Linked DNA regions of Mus musculus: region 1 is linked to region 2. A link is a contact called in public HiChIP or PLAC-seq data. All regions are on one chromosome and are shown on one strand. The core of a region is the stretch at or near the end of the contact, and the rest is flanking DNA. Distances in the headings are between cores, read along the strand shown. Region 1 overlaps Gsto2 (glutathione S-transferase omega 2). Region 2 overlaps Neurl1a (neuralized E3 ubiquitin protein ligase 1A).

Region 1 (3,159 bases), core at 348-2,847, 650 kb before region 2:
TCTGGGCTGCAATGATGGAGAGTTTATGTCCAGAAAAACGGAGCACACAATGGCAGCTTCATTTTTGAATCTAAACTTTTTTTTTTTTTTACTAAAATAGCAAAGTCTTATCACATGTCTTGCAAGATGGACAACCCTGGGCCTTTGGAATTCTCACCCCTCCAGAATGTCTTGGCTAGTAATGATAAGATCATTTCCCCTACAGAATAGGAAATCTTTTGAAATCCTCAGAATAATGACTCAACTACAGTTTTAGTCTGGAACTCCATCCGTGATCCCGTGGGAGTTGCGCTAATAGCAAGGTGTGTCAATAGTTACTCTGTGTGAATTAGGAAACTGTAGGGATGTTTGAATCCATGCTTGGATTGAATCCATGCTTGAATTCAGTGCACAGGGATCGCCAGAAACCTGGTGCGGATGGGTTCTTGCCTTGCTGTGCTGAGGGAGCAGGCAGCTCACTTTCCACTGCAGCAGATGCAGGTCTCACAGGCAACTACTCCCCTGGAACTAACTCTGATAGAGACGGACAGGCTGGATGGTAAGACTGAAACAAGGAACACAAGAACCATGCCCTGTTAGGTAAGGAGACAGCTTCTGAGAAGACAGAAGTACCTTTTGTTAGGTCTCAAACCCGGGACAAACAGCAGAGGTGCCCGTGGACACCAGGTTTCCCCAGCAGTCCTCCTGGCTGGCACACCCACCCCCTACCCTAATCTTCTCTAGCCCAGGGACTATGCTGGGCTGCACTTCCCCCAGCTGCTTTCCCTATATGACCCAGCCATTTGGGGTACCCCAGCCTTCTTACCCGTTTGAACCTCTTAGCCTCTGCTCCTGGCTCTCCTCTCTCCTTCCACCCTCTCCTCACAGGGCCCAACTCAGTCAGCTGATTCTGTCTGCTCTGCACTCTCCCAGATGTTTCTGCCTCTGACTGTGCCTGCAAACTCCCCTATATCTATAGTGAAACCCTCCACCTCAGGAGCAGTCATGCCCACCTTTTTATTTCTTGTCTTTCATTCACCTTTCACATAAATACAGCAGATAACCGCCGAGGAGACCACACCCAGGTTCTAAAGAGAAAATAAAAATGAGTCATTACTGACCAGCTGGTGCTTGACTGGTCCTGTTTAACCCTTAAACTGGCCTGTACGTATGCATCCTACAGGATGGATTATCCCAATGGAAAGATGAATAAAGATGAATATGAATATACACACACACATATTCAATATATATACATATTCAATAGCCTCTAACTTTTAGAGATGCTTTAGGTTCACAACAATATAAAACAGAACATACAGAGGTACCTCACAGTCTCCCTACCTCCACATACAGCCTCCTATCTCTCCAGAGAGGCACCTACGCTACAGTAGATGAACATATATTGACACAGCACTCCCGGTCCACAATTCACAAAAACCACTCGGTACTGGTCAACTTGATCTCTACATCACATGTTATGATTTATATTTTGGTATTTTTTTCAGCTGCTTAAAACGACAGTCCTGAAAAGCATTCTTAGCACTTTGAGCTGCATAAAATTCAGCCAGCAGCCTGAGTTAGCCAGGTGGTTTTGATTTGGTCATTCATAGCTGTTTATGTTGCAATGGCTGAGATAGCAACAGTCAGGAAGGGAATTCTACTTGCAAACTGGGAGGTTCTATTGTGCCAGAAGGGCAAACATTTCCAGCTTTCCCCTCACGATTCACTCCTTCTAAAGGAATCGAAATCTGAGAACAGCAAATGTCATTTGTAACAGGTTTGCCTGAGCAAGCTGTTGTGGTATGTGGTATGGTCCTAAAACTTGAAGTCTGTGGCAAGGGGATCACAAATTTGATGCCAATTAGGGCTACAGAGTGACCACTGTCTCAAGATAAAAAGTATGTCTGTAATATGGGAGGTCACGTTTTGAGATACAAGTCTATTTGGAGAAGTTAGGACAAAGGTAGAACATATTCTCCACCTATGGGAGGCAGTACAATGTCAGGAGTCTCAAAATGGGCCATGGAACCAGATGGGTTGTGAGACCTGCCTTGGTCCTTGGGCACAATGCTTAGCCTCTCTGCCCTCCATCTTCCTTGTTTAAGATGACAACCACCAGTGTGTATATGATGGTTTTGACTATGGAGTGAAATTGTGCGGAGTTCTATCTCAGTGACCCTCAAAATTAAAGAGAAATACTAATGAGTAAGAAGGCATTTTTATAGCATGATGCCTTCCCATTCTGCACCCATGAAGAGACACACATTGCAATTCAGCTTGCCGGGCATATGAGAATTAGAATCTAACTCACCACACTATTTCCCCCGTTAACAGTTTAATGCTGGCTGAGTGTGCTGAATGCTTCAGGCTACATTTCAGTAATGTGATTTTTTTTAATCTCTCGAAAGATCACAACAGTTTTCCCAGAAGGATTTTAATCATGACCTTTAAGCTTGTTCTCTGCTTCCTCTTAAAATTTCAGTAGGTAACTCCTAAGTGGTTTTTTTTTTTTTGCAAATGTTCCATCTATGCTATCCCGTGTTTGCATCTCTGTTATATTGACCAACTCAAGCACAAAACAATTTTAATAAGGTCATGGAAATCTATTAGAAATAATTTTTCAGACATCTGAAATATAATCATATCCACTGTTTCTCTGTGTGTGAAGGTACACACACACACACAGACACACACACACAGACACTCAAGGTGTGAGCTTGGATGGCAGAGGCCAGAGGTCTTTTGAGATGGGGGTCTCACCTTCTTACCTGGAACTTGCTGATTCGGTTGAGCTGGCCCCAAAGCCCCAGAAACCCACCTCAGCTTCCTCCATGGCACTGGGATTACAAACCCGGGCCACCACACCAGGTCTTGTTTGTGCGTCTGGGGTTGGAAGTCAGGTTCTTGTGTTTGTTCAACAAGCACTTTACCCACTAAGTCATCTCCCCAGTCCCTGAGCTGCTTTTCTAAAAATAGAGGAATCTCTGGTCATGGTGATTAATGATGTATGTATTTACAGAATGGAAATAATTTCTTCACTCGATTTCAGTTTGTTTTAAGGAAAGGGGGGCCTTTCTTTCTTCCTTTGTCTTTTTTTTTTTTTTTTAATGTAATTCTGGCTGTCCTGGAACTTACTCTGTAGACCAGGCTGGCCTCAAACTTAGAGACCCACCTGCC
Region 2 (3,437 bases), core at 498-2,997:
AGGATAAAGACCTCCTTTGCAGGGAGGACCCTTCCCCATCCCTCTCCCCATACAGTCACAAGCTCTATATACACGCATACACACAAATCTGAGGATACCCCCTGGGGCTCCTGTAGCTGTGTGCCTTTCTTCAAGCTGCCTGCACCTCTGGCTCTGTCCTTCTTGTCCCTCCATGGTCTCATTTGCAGCAGAGCTCAGAGCCAGCTGAGCCAGCGCCTCCCCCCCCCCACCGCCCCCGACTTGCTCCTGTATCCTGCATCATCTCTTTCTCCAACTCTCTCCCTCAGACAATGGGCATCAGCAAGTACAACATCGTGATGGCCCAGGACCAACAAGAGCTGGATGACTCTAGGATTATACACTCCCAGGAAAGCCACTGACAGTTAAATACCAGCAGTCTAGTGACTCCAATAGTTGCTGCAACACACTGAGGAGTCTGTGGTGGGGGGGTTGGGGAATGACTCAGAGGAGAGGAGGTGCTGAGACTGGGCTCCTGAGCATTTCTGACTACCTAGTATCAAACCTCAGGTATCTATTCTTTCTTCTAAAAAATGGGCTGGGAAGGAAAATGCCTACCTGCCAGAGCAACAGGAAGAAGAGATGAGGCCCCAATACAGCGAGCCCAGAACAGCCTGGAAGGCCCAGGAAGTGTGGTCTAGATGAGCCTCCGTCATAACACTACATAAAGGCCCTACCATGTCCCCATCTTACCAATGAGGAATCACAGGCACAGAATGAGAAACAGCAGAGACTCGGCTTTGAACTCATGTCCATCTGCCCAGACACTTTGGCCTTCCCCCTCCCCATCCCGTGGAGGCTCTCCTGAAGGGCTCCTATGCCCCCTAGTACCTGCCCTCAAATAAAAATAAAACAGGAATCAAGATAAGTGAATACCCCTGGTGGCTAACTTTTGTTGTCAACTTAACAGGATTTAGAGTCCCCGTAGAAACAAATCTTTGGGCCTGTTTATGAGAGATTTTCCAGATTAGATTAGTTGTGGTGGTGAGAAGACCCATTCCAAATAGGGCGGTACCACTCCACAGGCTGGGGTCTCAGATTTGTTAAAACTCAGAAAGCAAGCTGAGCACATTTGTCTCTGTGTCCTGACTGTGGATACAATGTGATACAATGTGATACAATGTGGATACAATGTGATGCAATGTGGATATAATGTGATGCAATGTGTTGATACAAATCCAACTACCCCTTTGCTCCTCTCACCTCACTTCACTGGCCTGAGAGACAGCAACCCTTGCAACAGTTACAATTTAGAATTATAAACCGGAATAAACTGTTCCCTCCTTAGGTTACCTTCTGTCACAGCAATAAGACAACCAATACATAAACTAAGAAAATTACATCTGCCACTGTCATCTTTAAATACCTGCCCTGGACCCCAGAAGGAGAGGCCATTACTGGGAACGTAGCATCCTCAGTGAGGACACTGAGGGCTTGGGGACACGGAAGGTGCAGGTTACACAGGTACGAAGCAGCTACACTAAGATTAAGACAGAACTCTGAGCCAGGCATGATGGCACAGCCTTTAATCCCAGCACTCAGGAGGCAGAGACAGGCAGATCTTTGGGTTTGAAGCCAGTCGGAACCACAAGAGAGTCCCAGAACAGCCAGGGCTATACAAAGAAACCTTGTCTCCCCACCACCACCACCCCCAAAGATACACATCAGCTGACATCATCACCCAAGCACTTGCCTCTGCTGTGTGGCCTCAGAATAATGACTCAGCTCTAAAGAGCTACAAGTCAACTCCTCCCATCCTTGAACTCCACCCAGAGCTCCCTCCACATCATCCTGACCGGAACACTTACTGGCACTTTTGCTGCCTTCGTAGGGTTGACAGGTTGGCCTTTCTGTCTATCAGAGCTTCTGGTGGTTTCTGAGCACCTCGGGAGAAGCTTGGTTCCCTCTGGGAAGCATTCAGAACTCTCTAAACTGACCCCAACCCATGGATCTGGCTTCATTCCCAGGATATCCACCCTCCCACCAAAGTATTTCACGAACGTGAGCCATGAGCCCTGCCCATCCAAGACAGGCTAGCCCAGCAGGGACTTTCCCATTCTTGGAGCAACATGGCTGCTCAGTCTCTAACATGGTGGTTGGTACTCATGGTTCTGCCAAGAGTATTTTATACAAGCGAGAAGAAAACCAAGAGCAGAAGAGAGGTGAAGCTGTGATTGGTGGTGTACAGTCCTGGCACTGACTCATCTCTCTCCTCTCCAGCTTCCTGGAGGCTACCCTCCCTGTCTCCATACCCACTGTGGCCCCTTTGGGCCCAGTAGGACCCAAAAGTGATAGATCAACTGGCCTATTATCTCATAGCCCAAGGGGTTCTCTTGACATGTTGGCAGCCCAGCCTGGGCCTCACTAAGAAATAGCCAAGAAGCTAAGCACCCAGTGTGTCCTGCACACTGAGGAAGCTGAACACACAGCCCAGTCCGACCATCTTTCCTGCAGGCGGCAGAGGCATGTGTGCCAGCCCCCTCCACCCACTGCAGGACTCCAGGGAAGAGCCTTGCACCTACCACCTTTCCCAGGTTCTCCTGATTAAAGCGGCAGTGGGAAGAGCACCTCCAGCCCCTCTGCAGGAACCATTTATAGCAGCTTGTTCAAGCCCACATCTGAGAAGAAAAAAAAAAGCCCACTGTGGTTGCCTGTGGCTTCCCAGTCCCTCTTTTTCTCCCCTTCTTTTTCTCATTTAATGATAGGAAGCTGAGCTCAATAAAAATCTCTCTCCTGGCTATTCCTGGCAGGAGGCAAGTTGACTGGGGGCTAAGCAGATGACCCTCAGGTGTCAATGGGCACAAAGTCTGTCAGCTCCCAAGGGCTCAGCCTTCACAGAAACTATAGGAGGCTAGTCCCATTGGACAGACGAAGAAAGTGAGGTTTTAAGAGGCTTGGTGAGTTGTTTAAGCCACATTTTTTCCAGCAATACTATCAAGGACATTGTGGCTGACTCTCAACATCTGTCCTGGACCAAGAAAGATGGCACTGATGCTCAAGCCTGCCTCCCCATCAGTATCACCTTTGGAAATTACAGAGTGACTGATATTCATACCCTATCCAGACTGATGAACAGTTTCTGAGAAAGAGCCCAAGCAGGGGTAGTTTGGAAATCTGTTTCTGTGGGGTTGGGGGTTGAACTCAGGGCCTGGCATGTGTTAGACTCTACTGACCCACATTCCTAGTCTTTGGTTTTGGGAGACAGGCTCTCAGTATGTTGCCCAAGCTGGCGCTGAACCCATTATGTAGTCCAGGATGGCCTTAAACTCAAGGTCCTCTTTTCTCAGCCCAGACCCCTGTCCCTGCCCCTATTTCCACCCCCACCTCCACCCAGCTCTCAACCCCCATCACAAGTGCTGGGATTAAAAGTGCATGCCACCATACCTACATGATGACGGGGGTAGTTTCTAGGGCCCTCC

The links. HiChIP or PLAC-seq counts read pairs in DNA pulled down with a chosen protein or histone mark.
Region 1: an HNF4G HiChIP or PLAC-seq map of pancreatic cancer cells shows a contact between it and region 2. The contact joins two enhancer-like sites.

What each region holds. Positions count from the first base shown.
Region 1 is chr19:47,867,594-47,870,752 of GRCm38.p6, reverse strand. It overlaps Gsto2 (glutathione S-transferase omega 2), which reads right to left. Exons shown (of 9, transcript NM_026619.2): 2 at 993-1,067; 3 at 430-544. Among named protein-coding and RNA genes, the nearest start is that of Gsto2, 3.4 kb to the right of the region's middle. Within about 2 kb of position 1,597, at least 27 of the 459 cell types and tissues checked have an H3K27ac peak or open chromatin away from gene starts, as enhancers often do. A contact at or near this core is called in pancreatic cancer cells, where this site is marked.
Region 2 is chr19:47,218,156-47,221,592 of GRCm38.p6, reverse strand. All of the region lies in intron 1 of Neurl1a (neuralized E3 ubiquitin protein ligase 1A), which reads right to left. Among named protein-coding and RNA genes, the nearest start is that of Gm36693, 18 kb to the right of the region's middle. Within about 2 kb of position 1,747, at least 85 of the 459 cell types and tissues checked have an H3K27ac peak or open chromatin away from gene starts, as enhancers often do. A contact at or near this core is called in pancreatic cancer cells, where this site is marked.